Regions from separate parts of the Columba livia genome. Here region 2 is linked to region 1. Evidence: chromatin contacts called from public Hi-C data. All regions are on one chromosome and are shown on one strand. The core of a region is the stretch at or near the end of the contact, and the rest is flanking DNA. Distances in the headings are between cores, read along the strand shown. Region 1 holds the start of GORASP2 (golgi reassembly stacking protein 2). Region 2 overlaps METTL8 (methyltransferase 8, tRNA N3-cytidine).

The links. A called contact is a pair of places that touch in the nucleus more often than the background predicts.
Region 2: a contact with region 1 is called in a Hi-C map of crop, with 3 times the contacts expected there. The contact joins the enhancer-like site here to the promoter of GORASP2 in region 1. A contact is called at or near these places in 2 of 2 Hi-C or Micro-C datasets (crop and liver).

The regions. Positions count from the first base shown.
Region 1 is chr7:21,480,916-21,484,809 of bColLiv1.pat.W.v2, forward strand. It overlaps GORASP2 (golgi reassembly stacking protein 2), which reads left to right and starts at 2,216. Exons shown (of 10, transcript XM_065068739.1): 1 at 2,216-2,377. The coding sequence starts at 2,315.
Region 2 is chr7:21,633,224-21,637,117 of bColLiv1.pat.W.v2, forward strand. METTL8 (methyltransferase 8, tRNA N3-cytidine) reads right to left here. Exons shown (of 13, transcript XR_010473676.1): 4 at 982-1,073. Among named protein-coding and RNA genes, the nearest start is that of METTL8, 11 kb to the right of the region's middle. Within about 2 kb of position 1,823, at least 1 of the 3 cell types and tissues checked has an H3K27ac peak away from gene starts, as active enhancers do.

The DNA.
Region 1 (3,894 bases), core at 966-3,465:
GATTTAGTGTGAAGCACACAAACAATTATTACATCCAACCCAACTTAAACTCTGAGTAGGAAATGCCTGCCATTAATGAAAAGTTTATCAGCTCCAGAGCCACCCACCTTTTCATATTCTCTGGGGAAACAGGATTGTCACTGAAATTTACTATGTGGTCTAAAAATGCTCTGGAACTTATGGGGCTTTGCCTGAGGAGAGAAGCAACCTATCGCAGCATTGCTTGAGTTGTTGGTTTTTTTCTTGACACAGCAATATTAAGTCAAGGGTCTTCCAGTCCAAAGGCAAGGTAATGAAACTGAATATACCCTGAAGAAGCCTTTGCCAAATGGAGGTCTTCACCCATGGGTTTGTTCTCAACAAAGGAGAGGCTGGCATTACAGAGCCAGTCACCAAGGAGAACAACATGTGCCTAGTATTTGTGTCACAGCCACAGAAAACCTACAAGCAACCCACACAGTCAACAGTGTCTACCCAGCAGCATAAGGAGAGGCGCCATACAGAAGCCACTCACCCAGAATGGACTAAAAGAATCACTGTGGGTGGTAGGTTGTCACCAACTATGGATCCTTTAGGAAGCTTTGGATAAATGGTGGTAGACCACAGCTGCTGTCCCTGGATCACACTGTGTTATACTGTTGTCTAGTGTCAACCTCTAGTAGGAAGAAAGAAGTTAATATAGCTGGGATTTTCCTCCCAAATCTCAATGGCATGTGCGTGGAAGTGTAAGATTTGCTTAAGCTGGTATAGTTTTTAGCCTTGTTTGTGTGACTTCTACTTTATCAGCTCTCCGTAACAGTTTTCTTGTACTGTATTAAGAGCACAGACATTCTTGTAATATATAGTTTATTTATGTATTATTCACTTTGCTTTCTTGATTTGTACTGCTGCCTCTGGGCATACTAGAGTTGATTTCTTCTCGTAATGTTGAGGTGAGATGCTGCAGGTATGTAAGCATGCCTGAATGAGTGTGCCAGCACAATCCAGAACTGGCCATACCTGATGAGAGCACCTGGAGAAACACAGGCTGGCTGCTTCGGTGGAAACACCTGGGCACAGGGAGGTGGCCAAGGATGAGAAGGGAGTGGGTCATCTCTGTGGGCAACATAGGGGTAAATCAAAGCACAGTGCAGAGAGGCTTACTAACCCATAAAACACTATGATAATACAGAGGGAAATGAGTCCAAAAGAAGTGAGGTATGGTTTTCTGGTCATGCTTATGCAAATTTCCTTTCTGTGCTTAGTTGAGGATCTTCAATACTGTGTTCCAGTTGCCTATCAAATGCTGTTTCTGTGTTACTGCAAATGACTGGTGAGGGCAGGACTCCTTGAAGAGATCACCTCCAGATCTGTAGTACCAGACCCAGAAGGCCCTGGTTTGCATGGGCTGTGCAAAAGCTGCATCTGGGATCTTCCAGGCACAAGAGACACTCTCAGAGATTCACAATACTCCCGAAAATCCGCCGTCCGCTTCCTCCAGCTCAGGGCTGGATTTCAGTGCTGGCTGCCTGGCAGCTCTCACCACCTCGCTCGGCACAAACAAGCCGGAGAAAGATCTCTGTCTGCTGCGTGTCAGGACATCCCGTGCGTCTGAGATAAGAATCTGCCGCGTTATCTTGCCGATGTCTGCGAGGGGGTGTGCGCCCTGGAGCAGGTTAATTCGAAATGCCGCTCCCGGCACCGGTTCTCACCCAAGCTGTTCCGTACCAACGCGTCAATGCCCCGGGTGCAGCCCGCAGGCGGTTCGAGGCGCACCCGGCAGCCCCGGTGCCTCCATGTCACGCTGGAGCCCCGGCCGGCCCCGTCCCGCGGCCGGAACAGCGCTCGGGGCTCGCTGCTGCTCCAGGCGTTCATCGGCTGCACACGGAGCGGTGACACTAGAGTCGCCAGCAGAAGGTACGGCCTGTCCCAGCTTGCCCTCTCTGTGTTCTGTGCACCTATTTACGGTACATTATTAATATAATTAATGCTAATGTACATTAATTAACTATACCTACCTGGCACCGCCGGCGCCTCCCGAACGCCAGGGACGCTCTCCCGCCCCGCGCCTGCAGAGCCGTTCTTGGCCGCCAGGTGGCGCCGTCGCACCAGAGACGAGAGGGAGGCGCGTGGTCCATCGCGGCCACCGTACGGCCGCCGCCTCCTCTCGGCGGCGGGGCTGCCCGGCAGGGGGCGCTGCAGCCGGAGCCGGCGGCCCGTCCTCCCGGCATGCCCCGCGCGCGGCCCGTGCCCGCCCCTGCCGAGCCGCGGAGGGGGCGGGGCGGGGAGTGCCACGTCCTGCGCCGGGGCTTTGTGCGGAGCCGCGCCGCCCGCCATGGGCGCCTCGCAGAGCGTCGAGATCCCCGGCGGGGGCACCGAGGGCTACCACGTCCTGCGGGTGAGGGCGGCGGGGAGGCGGGCGCGCCGCTCGGGTGACTGTTGGGCCGGCGGCGGCCCTTGGGCCCGGCGGCCTCTCCCTGCGCGGGTCCGCGCTCTTGCGGCCCGAAGGCTCCCGCGCGGAGGCGGCGGGACTCCCCGCGGCATGCCCGCGTCAGCGGGGAGGTGCGCGGCGGTCCGCGCTGCCGGCTGCCCTTCCTGGCGGGGCGGGGAGGCGGATGGCCCGTTCCCCGGCGCCCCGTCAGCAGGCTCGGCTCCGCGCTGCCGCTCCCGGGGCTTCGCCTCAGCCGCGCGGAGCTGCCCGGGGCCTGCGTCCGGCCCGGCCCGCCGCGGCAGCTCCGAGCCGCCTCTCCCCGGCTGGAGGGACCCGGTGGCCGGGCTGTGCTGTCGGGTCACGCCGTCTGTGGTCCGGCTGGTGAACAGGCGGGCAGGCGCGGTGCGTGGGAGGTGCTGCTGCTTTTTGGGCAGCATTTTAGGGCAGGGCTGCTTCTCCTCGCTAGAAAATGCTGTTCGCACGCTGGCTCGTACGCGTTCAAACTGCAGTTTCAGAGCTGCGCCCTTTGGGTGTCTGGCTACGGTAACACGTAGGGCGTTTTATCTTGATCGCAGCGTCGCGATTTGCACGGTAGCTGCTTCAGCCCTCAGCAGGAGTTCCAGAGGCATTTAAATGACAAGCGGCACACCTGCCAGAGCTGCATTCACAGTGGAGGCGGGGTTGCTATTTTTCATAGGTACATAGTTTCTGTTCGTGCTGTGGCTACAAAACTTTGGGTTTGTGTGCAACAAAATATTTTGGTAGGCTGCATTTAAAGGTCTTGTGAGCAGCCTTTTGGAAGTCCGTTCTTTAGCGTGTGTTTCACACAGAATCACAAGATGTTAGAGACTGAGCAGAGCGGTACCTGGGCTGTGTCCTTGGATCTAACGCGCTGGGTGATACAGTGACTCTGCTGGAGCTGCTGACAGCCATACCCACAGCAAAACCTCTTGCCACTGTAGCTACAGCCTGGCTACCCTGACTGCACCCTGCCGGGCTGCTTTGCTGTTGGCATCGGACCTTCGCAGGTCAGCTCTCTGTCTAGAGCTGGCCCCACACTTTGGACACGTGAAAGAGCACAAGACCTCAGCTCACAGGAATTAGTACTTCATCAGTCCAGCTTGCTAGTAGAGAGCTACAACTATATGGACAATACCATGATGAAAAAAAGAACAGAGATCATTTTTCAGGTGTTAAAAATGCTGCATAGTGCTTTTGAGAATCAAACATTGATGCTTTGATCAAATCCAAACATTCCTCTGTCAAAATTTGCATATAGGCGAAAGTCATGGTGGTCTTTGCTCCTGGTGTTAGAGAAGCTGGACACAAATGCTCTGCCTGTCTGCATGCACTGACCTTTGGTGGAACTTGGGGTCAAGCAATACTGCTATTTTCTTCTCATTTATTCTCAGGTAGACTTTCTTTCTGAGCTCAGTATTTTGATCAGATAAATGAGAACGGTAAAAAGAAAATGGCAGTAGTCT
Region 2 (3,894 bases), core at 573-3,072, 150 kb after region 1:
GGCTAAAGTCAGCCTTTCAAACTGCATTACTATTCAACTAAACTCCAACGCATGCCCGTGTTTCATTAATGAAACTGAGCACAGGATCATAATGACACTATCTAATTTGACAGGTTCAAGACACACTAAGGAAACTGAGGCCTGGGACACCCAAGTAATTGTTTTCAGAATATCTTTCCAATAAAAAAACAAATTAAGAATCCAGTCTTCTATGTTACTATCAGGTTGATACTCCAGCTTTAGCATACATAACTATCCTGGAGTTTAGTCTAGGGTTTAGTTTACCAGTTTGAACCTAGAGCTATCGTTCTTCAGAAATCCAGAATACATTGCTTCCCCTCTGAAGACACGTGTGAAGTTCCTTAACCACTTACAGAGCAGACTCTGCACGATGTATTGGAACACATTCCACACAACACGAACACGCTGCTTCCTGAAGCTCTCCCAGCTGAGGCTGGCCCAGGCAGCAAGCTGGGACCAGCTGGGACCGGTGCAACTTTCACAGCACTGAGCTGAAACATGGTGCGATGTACAAACACCAGCTCCCTAAACAATCCATAAATCGTTAAAAAGCATTTGAATACTGTACATGGGAACTTTCATCCCCAGCACCCTTGCTGGCTCCAAATTCATTCCCTTTGATGAAGTAACAGTCCTGTATAGTAGAAGTTATATTCTGCAGAAATGCAAAAGGAGCCAGAACTTGCAACTGCCCCATACTGATGAACTTGTTTTATATAGAGCCTATTGTCCACCCCAAACATAAAATTGCTAAAATAAATAACTGAATTGCTAGAAAAACACACTTTCAGACAATCTTTTGAGGAAAAAAATGAAATTAAAAAAAAAAAAAAAATCACATCAACAAAGTTAAGCAAGACAATGTAGAAATAGAGAGTCTTACTGGATTTTAAACCATCCTTAAATGCTTTAATAAATAGCACTAAAATTGGGATTTTTAAGCTATTACAAATTCGTTACCTTGGTCTTCCCATTGGACTTTCACAACTGAGTTCTCTACCACTTTTTCCCTGGCAGCCTCCTCTTCTTCTTGTGACCATTGCATGTGGTCCCTGCAAAAGGCAGTTAAAGAATCAGCCTTTAAATAGGATTTTCCATAATCTTTTTCCCAAGGGAAAACAGTCACAAATTAGCTACACTGTCTCAAACACTTTTTCTTTTTGAATGCAAGCAAATGACCACAAGGAGACCCACAGTTAAAAAACAAGTTTCAGTGTATGATAGAGAAAAACTAATTACTAGTTAGGTGAAACTCAAGTGAAACGATTAAGAAAAATCTTCCAACTGCGAAGAAGCTGGAGTAGGATGTATTTTTTTCTTAATAATAAGATTAATCTTGTAAATTAAGTGCATTTATAGGAATGTATTTTGAGTATTCCATTAAAATTTTGTTTAGCTGGATATAATAATAGACCTATCAACAAACACCCTGATGCAAGAAACTTCTCACATGACTAATGTTTACGATGAGGAACACAAGTCATTCAGCAAATGAATCAGCTGTTCCTGAAACAGGGAGCATAATCCACCTATTCAAATAGAAAGGCTCGAACTGATGAAGGGGATTTTACTTATTTGGGGAATAGAGACAGGAAACATTTATAAGAAAGAATGAGACACTCCTAAGAAAAGACAACTAATGCTGCAATGGTTCCAGACTCTGTGCTATCTACATTTGTGTAAAGTGGTTCACTCAATGTTATATTAATCCATTAAATGGTCACAGAAACAAGCCAAGATCTTACTCTGATGACTAAACTGCCTTTCCTGCAGATTTGGTGTTTGGATCAGGGCACAATGGGGAGTACCCAAAAACATGCTGCTGGCAGCTTTTAAAAGCTAATCAGCTGTCCCTACAAATCGTCCAGTCCAAACAGTTTCAGAAATCAGATTAAATTAGGTAATATAATTTAAGTACTATGTTGCATCCTAATTGTACTGAAATCAATTAAATGAAGGCCTATGACTAGAATTCCATTGGTTACTATGGGAAAAGGAATAAGGTGGCAACTTGAAGAGACTTGATTGCCTCTAAAAGCTAACGAGCATCTTCCTGTTGCATGCTTGGTGATATGTAGCTAATTCAATTCTTAGACCTTTCTTGTTCCTCTTTCGTTAATTGTGGGAGACTAATTGGTATGTATTTGTCTGCTTGCCTCAGACATGATTTCCACATGCCTACTGAAATATTTCTCATTATTGTACCCAGCAAGTTGTCTCTCCCCTTCCTGTATGTTCCTGTGCAGTGTCCAGGCTCTGACAGATGTGCTGCAGTAGAAAAGAACAGACTGACCAAACCATTCATAGGCAGTAATTTTCTTGGAAAGACTTGCTTCCCTCACCACTACGGCCGGTTTTCACAGTATCACAGTATGGTTGGGATTGGAAGGGACCTCAAGAGATCATCTAGTCTATCGCCCTGCTGGAGCAGGAACGCCTAGGTGAGGTCGCACAGGAACATGTCCAGGTGGGTTTTGAATGACTGCAGAGAAGGAGACTCCACAACCTCCCTGGGCAGCCTGTTCCAGTGCTCTGTCACCCTCACTGAGAAGAAGTTTCTTCTCAAATTTAAGTGGAACCTCTTGTGTTCCAGTCTGAACCCATTACCCCTTGTCCTATCATTGTTTGCCACCGAGAAGAGCCTGACTCCATCCTCATGGCATTCACCCTTTATATATTCATAAGCATTAATAAGGTCACCCCTCAGTCTCCTCTTCTCCAAACTAAAGAGCCCCAGCTCCCTCAGCCTTTATTCATTAGGGAGATGCTCCACTCCCTTAATCATCTTTGTTGCCCTACGCTGGACCCTCTCCAGCAGTTCCCTGTCCTTCTTGAACTGAGGGGCCCAGAACTGGACACAATATTCCAGATGTGGTCTGACCAGGGTGGAGTAGAGGGGAAGGAGGACCTCTCTCGATCTGCTAACCACCCCCCTTGTAATACACCCCAGAATGCCATTGGCCTTCCTGGCCACAAGGGCACAGTGCTGGCTCATGGTCATCCTGTTGTCCACCAGGACCCCCAGGTCCCTTTCCCCTACACTGCTCTCTAATATGTAATTTCCCAACCTATATTGGAAGGTTTTGACCTTGCCTATTCTAACAAGCTGAAACCGAGGACTATTCAGATGGCAATATCTGTCAGAAGGGCTGACTGTATCACTTGCTGTGGTATAAACTTTAGCTGATCAATTTTAATCCATCACTGTGTGTCTATCAGAGCCCTTAAGGGCTCTGCACACAAAACTACAGGTGCCTGAAGTCCTCCATCTTCATCAACAACTTTTTTTTTCCATTTGTCCCTTCTTGGAAATTCATAAAGCTGAAGAAAGATCTCTTGGCTCTTTCCTAGAAATTTCTATATGGAGCCCAAACAGCAGGACTGCAGCAGCACTTCTTGATCAAAATCTGCAGCAGAGGGGACAAGGCACAGTTCTTCTGCAAACTATTTACATAGTCCAGTTGTTTCAAATGAGGCAGCTCCTTCAGCAATGCAAGCTGGCAGGAACACAGGATACAGAAGAATTCTAAGCACAGAAGTGCTTAAACACAGAAGCGTTTTAAGCTGAACAAGGACAGCAGCAAAGCAAGCTACCCATTTTAACATGAGTAGGCCTGACATGAGATCGAGCAATGCTACTTTCAGTTCAGCTTACTCAACCCTTTCCCATTAACTTGCTTGCTAACATAGGTCTTAATTATTTCTGAAAACTAATATGTGAAAACTATCCCAATTACTAACCTGAATAGAAGCAGACTTTTTTTCCGCCAATGTTTAGCATCATTCACTACTGTCTTCTCAAAATGACAGAAAAGCACTACAGCAAATATCTAAAGCACTAGTTCCCGAATTTAATTTGCTCAGTAATCCCAG